Linked DNA regions of Mus musculus: region 2 is linked to region 1. Evidence: chromatin contacts called from public ChIA-PET data. All regions are on one chromosome and are shown on one strand. The core of a region is the stretch at or near the end of the contact, and the rest is flanking DNA. Distances in the headings are between cores, read along the strand shown.

What was found. ChIA-PET counts read pairs in DNA pulled down with a chosen protein or histone mark.
Region 2: an RNA polymerase II ChIA-PET map of memory CD8 T cells shows a contact between it and region 1, with 10 read pairs. The contact joins two enhancer-like sites. A contact is called at or near these places in 1 of 484 Hi-C or Micro-C datasets (embryonic stem cells), 2 of 115 datasets of contacts at active chromatin or transcription factors (embryonic stem cells and memory CD8 T cells) and 2 of 9 other capture datasets (adipose tissue and liver).

The regions. Positions count from the first base shown.
Region 1 is chr8:64,760,659-64,766,830 of GRCm38.p6, reverse strand. It overlaps Klhl2 (kelch-like 2, Mayven), which reads left to right. Exons shown (of 15, transcript NM_178633.3): 6 at 2,599-2,708. Among named protein-coding and RNA genes, the nearest start is that of Gm46040, 12 kb to the left of the region's middle. Within about 2 kb of position 2,525, at least 16 of the 459 cell types and tissues checked have an H3K27ac peak or open chromatin away from gene starts, as enhancers often do. A contact at or near this core is called in memory CD8 T cells, where this site is marked.
Region 2 is chr8:64,870,667-64,876,685 of GRCm38.p6, reverse strand. No RefSeq gene overlaps it. Among named protein-coding and RNA genes, the nearest start is that of Gm40501, 7.3 kb to the left of the region's middle. Within about 2 kb of position 4,710, at least 73 of the 459 cell types and tissues checked have an H3K27ac peak or open chromatin away from gene starts, as enhancers often do. A contact at or near this core is called in memory CD8 T cells, where this site is marked.

The DNA.
Region 1 (6,172 bases), core at 1,276-3,775:
CCACTATCTCCTGGCTCCTTGCAGTTTTTTCTTGGTGTTTACTCCTATTAATATTGTGTGTGTGTGTGTGTGTGAGAGAGAGAGAGAGAGAGAGAGAGAGAGATCCTGGGTGATTGCACTTAATAGAATGCACTTATTTTTAGGGCTAAATATAAAGGTATGGGGAAAAGCAACCCTTGTTCATTGTTAGTGGGTGTATATACTAGCAGCCACTGTGCAGATCAGTATAAAGGCTTCTCAAGAATAGCCCTTCCGTGTGACCCGCTGTACCACTCCTGGGCATGTTCTCAGAGGACTCCATGCCTTACCAGAGGTGCTGCTCGTCTGTGTTCAACGCTGCTCTTTTCAGAATAGCCAGGAATGGAATCAGCCTGGATACCCATCAGCTTAGAAATATTGAAAAACTTAGAAATATTGAAAATGTGGTTCATGTACACAGGGGAGGTTTATTCGGCGGCTGTCAATCACTGTGTGTGGGCTTTTATTACAGTACTATGGGGGCTCGCTCTGCCATGGACATATAGGGTGTCAGTTCTCTCCAGCTAGCTGGCCTGGGAGCCTTTGGGTGATTCTCCTGTGTCCACCTCCCATGGTGCCTTGGGTTTCCTGCTGTCACAGATGTGGGTTCTGGAGACCAGCGTCTGACCTCAGACTTGCGTGGCCACGGCTGCTTCTACCTGATGTCCCACGGGTTTGTTTTTTGTTTTTCTTTTCCCTTTCTGGAGGCAGAGTGACAAGAGCTCCTGTCACCCGTCTCTCATTTTCTCAGTGTTTTCAGGTTTTTGTTTGGAGACCAGGTCTGTGTAGCCTCTGTGGCCTGAATTTCGTGTTGTTCTAACAGATGTGTGGATCTGTAGGATGGTGTCGTTGGTGATGGGACAAGATGACAGGTGTCTTTTGATGTGCTTGTTTTCCACCTTTATGTAATCGTTGAGGAAGTGTTTATTCAGATCTCTCGCCCATTTGAAAAAATGGGACTATTTTTCTTGTTGAGATTTAAGAGTTCCATGTTTTACATAACAGTCTTTTGTAAGTTAAATGTTTTATAGAGTTTTCTCTTGAAAATTATGACATCTTTTTATTTCATAACACAAAGATCTAATGTTAATGAAGTGCAGTGCACTAATTGTTTGCTTCATCCGACGACTTGCTTCCTGGGCTGTGTACAGGAAGTCATCGCAGGCCAGACCCCACTAGGTCTTCTCCTGACATTCTGTGCTTCTAAGGCCATTGTGTGATCCATTTGGGGTTAATTTTTTTTTCATTTACAAAAGAAATTCCGTCTTCATGTTTATTTCAGTGTGATATCTTGCTTGCCTAACCCAGACACTGACTTTGAAAAGAACTGTGTCTGTGGGATTTTTGTAAATCCAATAATTTTGTAATTACCCCACGAGTTGCTCATTATGTTTGAAGTCATCTGGTGAGCAGCCTTTTATAAAGTGAATAGGTATTCAGGAGGTTTGTGAAAGTGCACATTTTGTTTTTAAATATTTTAAATCGAACGCTAATAATTTTCTTTAGGGTATCTTGAAATGCGTATTGAAAGGAAGCTTTTATTTCACCATAGAAAAGTTTTTTAACCATACTGTAGGAGTACAGTCAACTGTGAAGGCCAAGTGGGAGATAATGTAGACTTTCTGGTATTCGTTTAGCATTTGGAGGTCACAGGGCTAACAGGCCCTGTTAGAGTTCTTAACCTCCTCCACACGTAGTTCCTTATTCTTTATAAAACATTATCATGTCATTAGTATGTTAGGAACCTTTCTGAGCCTCTACAGGTGTGGAAGCCATGGTTTAGGGGATTATATAATCACCCCACATCATACAAGCCAGCACATGGTAGAGCTGAGATTCAAACTTGGTGTGCCTAAGTGCAAAGCCCAGACCACAGTCTTCTATGTCTAGCTCACACTTTGTAAGCGGGAAGTGGGTTTGCAATAAAAAGCTGTTTTGTACTGGATACATCCTTTATAAGCTTTTAAATCATTAATTATGTTATAAAGTCATGTCATTATGTTGCTCCCTGACCCCCTCAAAAATCAGAAGAATCAAGGAGAGGATTTGAGTGTTTTAAGAATTACCAATTTTACCAGTTTCCTGGGAAGGACTTGAGGTATAAAATCAATCATTTTGTTCCCAAATAAATTACTTATAGAATTTAGATCTATTGTAAACCTTTGCTTTTGCTTCATTGTAATGAACTAATTTTTTTAAAAGCTGCGCACGTGTTTATATTGGACAGTACTTAAGGCTTTTTGTTAAGTTTTCAAACAGTTTTCTCCCATTGTAATGTTCTAATGTTTTGCATACTATATTCAAGGATGTGGATTTACACTACCAAGTGCTTTGTATGACCCGAGGTTTTATAGATTTAAATATAGAATGCGCTGTGCTACAACATAGCTGTTTAGTGTGCACTGTTTTAAGCCCTAACACTGTTTTAAGCCCAGTGAGTGTACATGAAGGCAGCCTTGGCATTGATTCTTGCCCAGAAGAGACGCCATTGGCTTCCTTCCTTTTGGGTTAAGAGATGTTTCCCTGTTGGCTGTGTGGCGATGAAGTGATTAACGACTTCTCTCTCTGGCTCTCCAACAGAACAACATTTTGCAGATGTCGTACTTAGTGAAGAGTTTCTTAACCTCGGCATCGAGCAGGTGTGCAGCTTAATCTCCAGTGATAAACTCACCATTTCCTCCGAGGAGAAGGCAAGTGACCTCTTCCCCTTTGCTTCCTCTCTTCCCTCCACCATCTTCTCTCCACTTCCTTCTGTGGTGCTAGGTAGTTTCCTGTCTTTCTGTTTCTTTAGGGGTGGTCTGTGTGTGTGTGTGTGTCAGGAAACATGTATAGAACAGAGGACCTGGTGTTGTCCATGTTGAGTTAGGTCTCTCACTAGCCTGGAATTCTCTAGTAGGCTGGGCTAGCCAGCCAAGAATCTCTCTGCTGAGATAACAATGATGCACCACCATGACTATTTTAACCTGAGTTCTAAGGATCCAAGTCCAGTTCTAATGCTTGCAAAGACATGACTGATATATTTCCCCAGCCCAGTATTTCCTTACTTTATTTCATGTTTTTCATAAGTTGTGCTCCTGTATGAGTAGAAGCCTTGGGGGCCTAGAAGAAATGGACTTGACCACTACAGCAAAAGCTTATACACAGCAAGGGATTTGAACCAAGAACCTTTGGGAGACTGGGTTCTTTCTACAGCTAGATGCCTACAAACACAAATAACAAAAACTCATTAGTTTTGCTGTCTTGTGAGTTGAAAGACCTTTCTTTAAATTAAAAAATTATTATTATTTATGTATATGTGTATCTATGTGAGTGAATGCTGTGTGTGTGTGTGTGTGTGTGTGTGTGTGTGTACAGAAGGAGACCAGAAGTGGGAGTTGGATCCCCTGGAGCTGGAGTTATAGGCAGTTGTCCACCCAAGTTGGGTGTTAGGATCTTCTGTCACAGAAAGTGCTCCTGACTGCAGAGCTATTTCTCCAGTCCCTTAAGAGAACTCACTCACTGCATTGCGTTCAATAGTTCTAGATTGAAAACTGTTGAATGATATCATCCTTTTAAGTGGCTTTTTGAAACTTTTATGTCACCCTACAGTCAGCTAGCCTCCCCCTCCCTCCCTCCCTCCCTCCCTCCCTCCCTCCCTCCCTCCCTCCCTTCCTCCCATTATGCACTTGCTTTATTTGACACCACATTCCTGAACCTTTTATATGGCTGGAGACACAATCTTCTCCCAAACTGTTTTCTCTGGGCAGTTTGTAATTCTTGGGAGTTGGGAGACAAATGCTTACAGAGCTAGGCATGATGCTACATAACTCTGTTCCCAGCCTTTGGGAGTAGAGCTAGGCATGCACAACTCTATTCCCAGCATTCGGGAGCATGAGTCAGGAGAATCTTTGACCTGGCTGTCAAGAGATCCTGTCTCAAAACAACAAAACCAAAACAACAGCAATGAATAGAAACTCATAGAAATGGGACATGTGATTTGAATTTAAAGTTGTAGAGGCTCCAGTTCTATTTCTCAGGTTCTCATGTGAGAATGAAAAGAAGCATTCTCTCTATAATTTACAATGTGACAAAACTATGCAGAGCTGTGACGTGTACAACCTTAGCCATTTACAGAAGGGTGACATTCCTGCTCATGTAATAGATGAGGACTGAGCACACCTGTCACTGTCTCAGGGCACTGGATTTGAGACGCACCAAGTAGACTCCTCTAGTCATAGAAACTGGAGTGACTACGGGATTACAGAGCTCTGCATGGGGCACTGGCGGAGCGTTTTATTTTGGGGTCAGGGGTGGTACTTCAGCTTGGTTTACATGTAGGATCCACACCTTTAAAACTGAGCTAGAGTTCATCGGAGAAATGGAAATGGTTTGGGATGGGAAAAGCACTTCAGGGCACGGGAACAGACAACACAGATGTAAAGGCTGTGAGAGGGCGGTTGCTCAGCGGTGGCTGGAGGTAGAATATGGCTGCGAGAGTAGTGGGAAACGAAGTGGGAAGAGAACACCATGACTGTCTTCAGCTGGGTTACATCCCATGACCTTTCTTATGCTGTGGAAGAGCTGCTTCCAGGCTTTAACGGGAGATGGATACCATTAGAGAAAGATCATGAAGACTGCTTTGGTTTTATACTGATACCTTAATGAGCCACCCTGGAATGTAATGGGACGCTCAATACCAAATACTTTTAGCATGTGTACAATTCAGTAGTTGAACTCCATGGAAGATGGAGTGGGACAGCCTGTTTCTGTGCCATAGCATCCAAGGCTTCAGTCAGACTAGTCCAGATAACAGATAACAATGTCTAACCTGATTCTATTGGAGCAGAGATGCAGGGCTTCCCTTCTTTATCATGGAGTGTCCTGTGAGTCTGGGATGTCTAGAGTAACTCCTTCCTAGATTTGTCAGGCTTGGAGCTCTATCTCCACATCCCTGTCTGTCCTTTTCCTCTTTTGTTACTTGCTAGAGGTTTTCATGGTGTGGTAATCATTGCAGGTAACCATACGTCTTATGTAGTGTATATGGCAATTCAAGGGGCCAAGGTGAAAGTCGCTTGCCTCTCTGACCCTCCCACTTTCCAAAGCCACAGATTGGCTTCTTCTGTACACATTCTGTTGTTTGCATGGGGACAGTTTAGATTAATTGCAGAATGCTATTGCACAATATTGTGAGTCCTTGGAGACAGGACTTACTGAGGGAGCAGCGTTTGAGCTAGCTTTCGTGGTGATGGTGAGCTGGAGCCCTCCTGTGGCATGAAGGCCAAATAGGAAAATGTTGAGGCTATAGCGACGAGCAGGAGAACCTGATGTAAGGCCTGAAGCAGGGCCGTGATGCCAACAGAGTGGAGCTGCGGTGAATAGAATTGACAGACTGCCAGCTCCTCCTTATTGTTGACACCTGGCACACAGAAGAATTTAATAAGTCCTGGTTGGCAGGATAAATTAAAGGTGGTAATTAGAATGCTGTATCAAAATAACCTGTTTTTGTTTCCAGTAACATTTGCATATTTCCATACATATCCTCACCCTTTTAAAGATTATCAGGAAGTGTACCCACCAATCCCGGAAGAGGTTGTGTAGAAAGACACTGCCTCTTTCTTAGCGTATTAGTTCTCTCAGGAATATGTTGTATAGTGGTCCTCTTTCTGTTAAGTTTGTAAAGATGTTCAAAATACAACATTTAAGTGTGTTCTGTTGGGATAAAAGAGTGTTAGCCCATTTTGTAGACCATTGATTTATAAGTGTATGATCCAAACTTTGTTCATAAAACTAAAGAGAATTTCAAAGATGAGTTATTCATAAGGGCGCATTTATTTGTTAGTTCTGTGTTGCAGTGACCACAACACTTGACAGAAACAACATAAAGGAGAAAAGATTTGTTCTGAATAGTGGTTTCAGACCACTCAGGGTCTCATAACCGGAGAGCATGGTGGAACAAGTTTCCTGTCATGGGGGCTAAGAAGCAGAGAAAAGGAGACACTGGCACCCTGCTGAATTTCTCCTTACTGCAGCTGGGTCCCCAGTCGATAATTTTGGATGGGTGGTTCCCCCTACACCTAGGTTGGGTTCTTTTGTTTTGTCTTGTCTGTTTGTGAAAACACCTTCATAGGCACACCCAGGACAGATTCTAAAGCCAGCCACGTAAACGGTGATTAAT
Region 2 (6,019 bases), core at 3,461-5,960, 110 kb before region 1:
GACAGGGTGATCTATATAGCTTATTCTTGCTGCAGGGAAAGCAAAATAAGGAAGGTATTCCGGCTTCATGACTTTTTCCTTTCTTTCAATAATTGCCATATATAAACTCCACCTGTTTACTTCTCCCTTTTCTCATGAATCCTGACTGTAGATCATTTAAAGTTCCCACCCAGAGCATTCCATTAACTCTGTGCTATGACTCAAATCAGTCAGTTGCCATCATCATTATTGTCCTTGTGGGCTTCTTCCAGGGGGTGGAGTCTTGGTGGCCTTAGCTTTTCTTTTTTTCTCTTTTGAATGAAAGTCAACTAGTTAGGTTTACATCCAATCCAACACTGAATAGCTTTATGTTACTAATTATCAGAGGGCCAAACAGTTCACTTGATATAAAGTAGCTAAATGTAACTCAATGTAAAAAGTTGAAAATGTTTGCAACTCTTACTAGGCTCAAGGAAGCCATTAAAAGATGACGTTAACAGTGAGAAGCTGCTTTGCACCTGATGAAAAATTCATAGTTCAAAGAAAGATGCTTTCTTCTGTCCATGAGCACTAGAGAATTTTTACGCCCTGAGGGAAGAGTGACAGATTAACATTCTGACAGATAAAACAGTGTTAATTTGTCATTTCTTCTCCTGGGAAATACGTGAGAGGCTCAATGACAATGACAATGATGATGATGATAAAGAAGAAAGACCACACCATCCATCAAGTATAGTGATGAAACACTGAATGAGTGAGTGAGTAAGTGAATGAATGAATGAATGAATGAATGAATAGAGGAAACCAATTGCTCTAATTCAAAGAAGTAGGAATGTGTGTTAGAGAGCCTCCTGGAGAGTGAGGGTTGCTCTCACCTTCCGCAAAGCCTCTGGCCCATTCTGGAAATCTTCACTGCCACTAGTACTGAGGCATCCTGCATTGAAAAAGGCACCCGTCTGCTTGTTCTGTCTCAGCTGGGCATTGCACGACCCTGCCAGTGTTTTCTGATCTTTGCACATCTTCACAAGATGGTGACAGCAAAGCAGATGACCTCTGACCTTTGCGCTATCTGTTCTCCATCAGAACTTTTTCCTTTCCTTTCCTTTCCTTTCGTTCGTTGAGTGAAGAAAGAAATGGTGAGCTCATCAGTAAATGACATCACAACTGCCTCTCGAGAGGATAGATCAGAGCTGGTGAGATGGCTCAGCTGGTATAGACACTTTCCATAGCTTAATGACCTGAGTTCAATCCCTAGGACTCACACGATGGAAGGAGAATCTCTTAAAAAGTTGACTTCAGCCGGGTGTGGTGGCACATGCCTTTAATCCCAGCACTCGGGAGGCAGAGGCAGGCCGATTTCTGAGTTCGAGGCCAGCCTGGTCTACAAAGTGAGTTCCAGGACAGCCAGGTATATACAGAGAAACCCTGTCTCAAAAAAAAAAAAAGTTGACTTCAATATGCACACCATGGCATGTGTGCCCCCAAACCTAAACATCTCTCTCTCTCTCTGATCTGTGTGTGTATGTTTCTCTGTTTCTGTCTCCATCTCTCTCTCTCTCTCTCTCTCTCTCTCTCTGTATGTCTCTATCTCCCAGAAATAAATATATGTAATAAAAAATAAAACAAGAATAATGAATACTCCTGGATGCTTTCATGTCTAGATTATTACTTGTGTGGATTTGGTCCTGGAGTTTAATGGTTTAATTATCAGGGAGTGGGGAGACAGGGATCCTTCTGTTATTGGGAATCTCTCCTTCATATTCCTTTATTGATCCTTCTGTCGCACATATACAGACAGTCAGTCTGTCTAGAGAGCCAATTAAATGATTTTAAAATAAAGTCTACTTAGCTGGGCATTGTAGGTAGGACCATACCTGAGAGGTGGTTCTATCAGAAAGTAGGTTGGATTAAAAGATGGGGCTCAGAGCTAAACAAAGAATTCTCACCCGAGGAATACCGAATGGCTGAGAAGCACCTGAAAAAATGTTCATCATCCTTAATCATCAGAGGAATGCAAATCAAAACAACCCTGAGATTCCATCTCACACCAGTCAGAATGGCTAAGATCAAAAATTCAGGTGACAGCAGATGCTGGCGAGGATGTGGAGAAAGAGGAACACTCCTCCATTGTTGGTGGGATTGCAAGCTTGTACAACCACTCTGGAAATCAGTCTGGCGGTTCCTCAGAAAATTGGACATAGTACTACCGGAGGATCCCGCAATACCTCTCCTGGGCATATATCCAGAAGATGTTCCAACCGGTAAGAAGGACACATGCTCCACTATGTTCATAGCAGCCTTATTTATAATAGCCAGAAGCTGTAAAGAACCCCGATGCCCCTCAACAGAGGAATGGATACAGAAAATGTGGTACATCTACACAATGGAGTACTACTCAGCTATTAAAAAGAATGAATTTATGAAATTCCTAGCCAAATGGATGGACCTGGAGGGCATCATCCTGAGTGAGGTAACACAATCACAAAAGAACTCAAATGATATGTACTCACTGATAAGTGGATATTAGCCCAGAAACTTAGTATAGCGAGATATAAGGTACAATTTGCAAAACACATGAAATTGAAGAAGAACGAAGACCAAAGTGTGGACACTTTGCCCCTTCTTAGAATTGGAAACAATCACCCATGGAAGGAGTTACAGCGACAAAGTTTGGAGCTGAGACAAAAGGATGGACCATGTAGAGACTGCCATATCCAGGGATCCACCCCATAATTAGCCTCTAAACTATGACACCATTGCATACACTAGCAAGCCTTTGTTGCAAGGACCGTGATATAGCTGTCTCTTGTGAGACTATGCCTGGGCCTAGCAAACACAGAAGTGGATGCTCACAGTCAGCTATTGGATGGATCACAGGGCCCCCAATAGAGGAGCTAGAGAAAGTACCCAAGGAGCTAAAGGGAACTGCAACCCTATAGGTGGAACAACAATATGAACTAAGCAGTACCCCGGAGCTCTTGACTCTAGCTGCATATGTATCAAAAGATGGCCTAGTCGGCCATCACTGGAAAGAGAGGCCCATTGGACTTGCAAACTTTATATGCCCCAGTACAGGGGAACGCCAGGGCCAAAAAATGGGAATGGGTGGGTAGGGGAGTGGGGGGGGGGAGGATGTGGGGGACTTTTGGGATAGCATTGGAAATGTAATTGAGGAAAATACGTAATTAAAAAAAGCTTTATAATTATAAACTAGTCATATAATAATACTATAACATCAAGATATTTTACATTGTTTACAATGTCTGTGCTTTTTAAAATAACAAAAGCAAAAATGAAAATGAGACTATCATTTTAAAGGCATGTTTTTAAATATTGACTAAAAAATAAAGGCAACTCCTGTTTTCAAAAAAAAAAAAAAAAAGAAAGAAAGAAAGAAAGAAAGAAAGAAAGAAAGAAAGAAAGTAGGTTGGGCAAGCCATGCAAACAAGCCAGTAAAATAGTACCCTTCCAGGTTCCTGCCTCGCATTCTGCCTGAATGTCCCCCAACAATGAACTATAAGTTGCAGTGGAAATAAACCATCTCCTTCCCAAGTTGCTTTTGGTCATGGTCTTTATACCAGTAATAGGAAGCAAGTTTATTAACTTGCCACCAACACACTTCCAAAGCCAAAGGTCCAGGCTACACAGTCAAGCCTCCCACCCCATCAAAAACCTCCAGTAAAATAGCCTTATTCTTCTTTTAAATTTTGTATATGTGTATGTATGAGTGGTACACACATGGGGCCGTGTGCATTGGAGCATGCAGAGACCAGAACAGAACATCAGTTGGCTTTCTCTGATCACCTTTGGCCTGATTGCCTGGAGACATGGTCTCCCACTAAACTTGAGGCTCACTGTTCTGTCTGGGTTGGCTGGTCTGTCAGCTCCTTAGTGTCTGTCTATCTCTACCCCTGTGTTAGAGCGACAAGCACACACAGTCATGCTTGGCTATTCTTTCCTTTCCTTTTCTTTCTTTCCTTTTCTCTTTTTTCTTTCTCTCTTTCTTTCTTTCTTTTTTATGTTGAGGGCCGAGGAGTTTAAAATTGCATATGCATGGGTGTTTTTTTCTTGCATGTATATCCGTGAGTCACTTGCATACATGCACAGTGCCTGCAGAGACCAGGAGCAGACATTGCATCCCCTGGATCTAGCATTACAGGTGGTTGAGTCACTATGTAGCTGCTGGGAATCAAACCTGGGTCCTTTGGAAGAGGGCTTTTAACTGTTGAGCCATCTCCACAGCCCCATTGTGCTAGGGATTCTAGTTGAGGCCCTGCTTCTTAAAAAGCAGCAATCTTCCCCACAGAGCCATATCCCCAGTTCAACTTTCAGAAAAATCAATATAGTTTTACTGTAAGAAGTGCTATCAGAGAGCTGTATGGGGTAAAAATGATGTGGTCCTACCCACCGCCTTGCTAGGGAGAAGTGGGTGGAGGATTGGTGGGTTGGGGTCACAGTCTCACCCAGTCCCTAGAGGTCACAGTGGATAGCCATCTTGGCCTGAGAGATGTCTGACACATCACCTCAGTTGTAATGTTTGAAAACAGAAAAATCTTACACTCAAAACAATCCTGTCTGTGTGCCTGCCAATCAGTCAGTTCCCGGCTTTGCTGGAACAGTGGTCAGATACTAAAAAGGAAATGTTACAGAATGCTTACGCCCCGCCCATCCTGTGTGTGGTACAGACTGTTAACCGCACACCTTGTGTTATCCCTCACACATCCTGGATTCCTGGGGAGAGGGAGTATGATGTGGGCGTATTTCGTGTGCTTGATATCTATAAATACACTCAGAGGCTGCTCAAAGCTGCTCCCTGTTATTCTGGCATCTTCTCTATTCCGGGTTTCCTCACACACCCTCACAGAAGAGGAGAAAGTGGATTTCAACTCTGCCACCCTGACCACAATCCCAGAAAATCACTCTAACAACAGTTACTGATTTTTAGGTACACCTTCCTCTCAGACGGGCAATGTGAGAGGCGAGTCCTTTGGCAGCCGCATGCTGCACACCGATTTCTGCTAGGTTCTCTTGACCTCCTTCTGGGCCGACTTTGGAGACACCACTTCTATTTTTGGCACCATCTGCCTTCTGTAGTTTGATTCAGGGTTTTCTCCCAGCCCATGACTCTGATGCTATTTTTTGTTTGAAGCTTTTCTTTCTTTCTTTTCCCAGAAACCCCAGCCCACAGATCTTCCACCCACTGCTGCCTAAGGCTTACCCAGCCCTTGGAGTCTGCAGTCAGTCACCTGGAGGGGAGGATTTGCTAGGGTTCAAGATCCATTGAAGTTGTCCCTTCTCACCCCTCTAGTCAGACCTGTGGTTTTCAGAATACAGTGTGTGCCTCACATGATGGCTTTGCCCTGTACTAGCTATGGGTTATTTAGTGCCTTACTAGACTTAGGTTTCTCAACCAAAAGAGGGAATCCCTGACTTTACCTCAACTGGGTCTTCCTTTATATCCCATGCTGACCCCAAATTCCTGGATTTAAACAATCCTCCCATACTTGCCTCCCTAGTAGTCGAGACTACGAACACATACTATCCAAACTACCTTAAAATGGGGGATATTAATAGTACCTTCATCACAGGATGGGATGCGTAATATTGATTGTTTACTTGACAGGACCTAGAACCACTTAGGAGACAAATATCTGTAAGGAAGTTTATAGACTGGGCTAAGACAGAAGACCCTCCCTAAATATGGGCAGCACATTCTTCATGTCCTGGATTGAGTAAAAAGGGAAAAGGGAGAGATGAATATTGTCTCCTTTCATATCCGTCTTTCTCAGCTTCCTGACTGTGGATGTAATGTGACCAGCGATGGCCATGATGCCCCCACTCTGATGAACGATACTCTCAAACTGTGAACCAAGATGCACCTCCCTTAATAAGCTTTTGTTGGGTATTTTGTCAGGGCATTGAAACAGTATCTAATACATGAGGTTTTAATAAAGATGGTAGTGGATTAATGGCAAACTTAATGGACCACGCTTCCTCAACCCAACATATTCCTTACAATGTTAGTTTTAGCTTTGGCCAT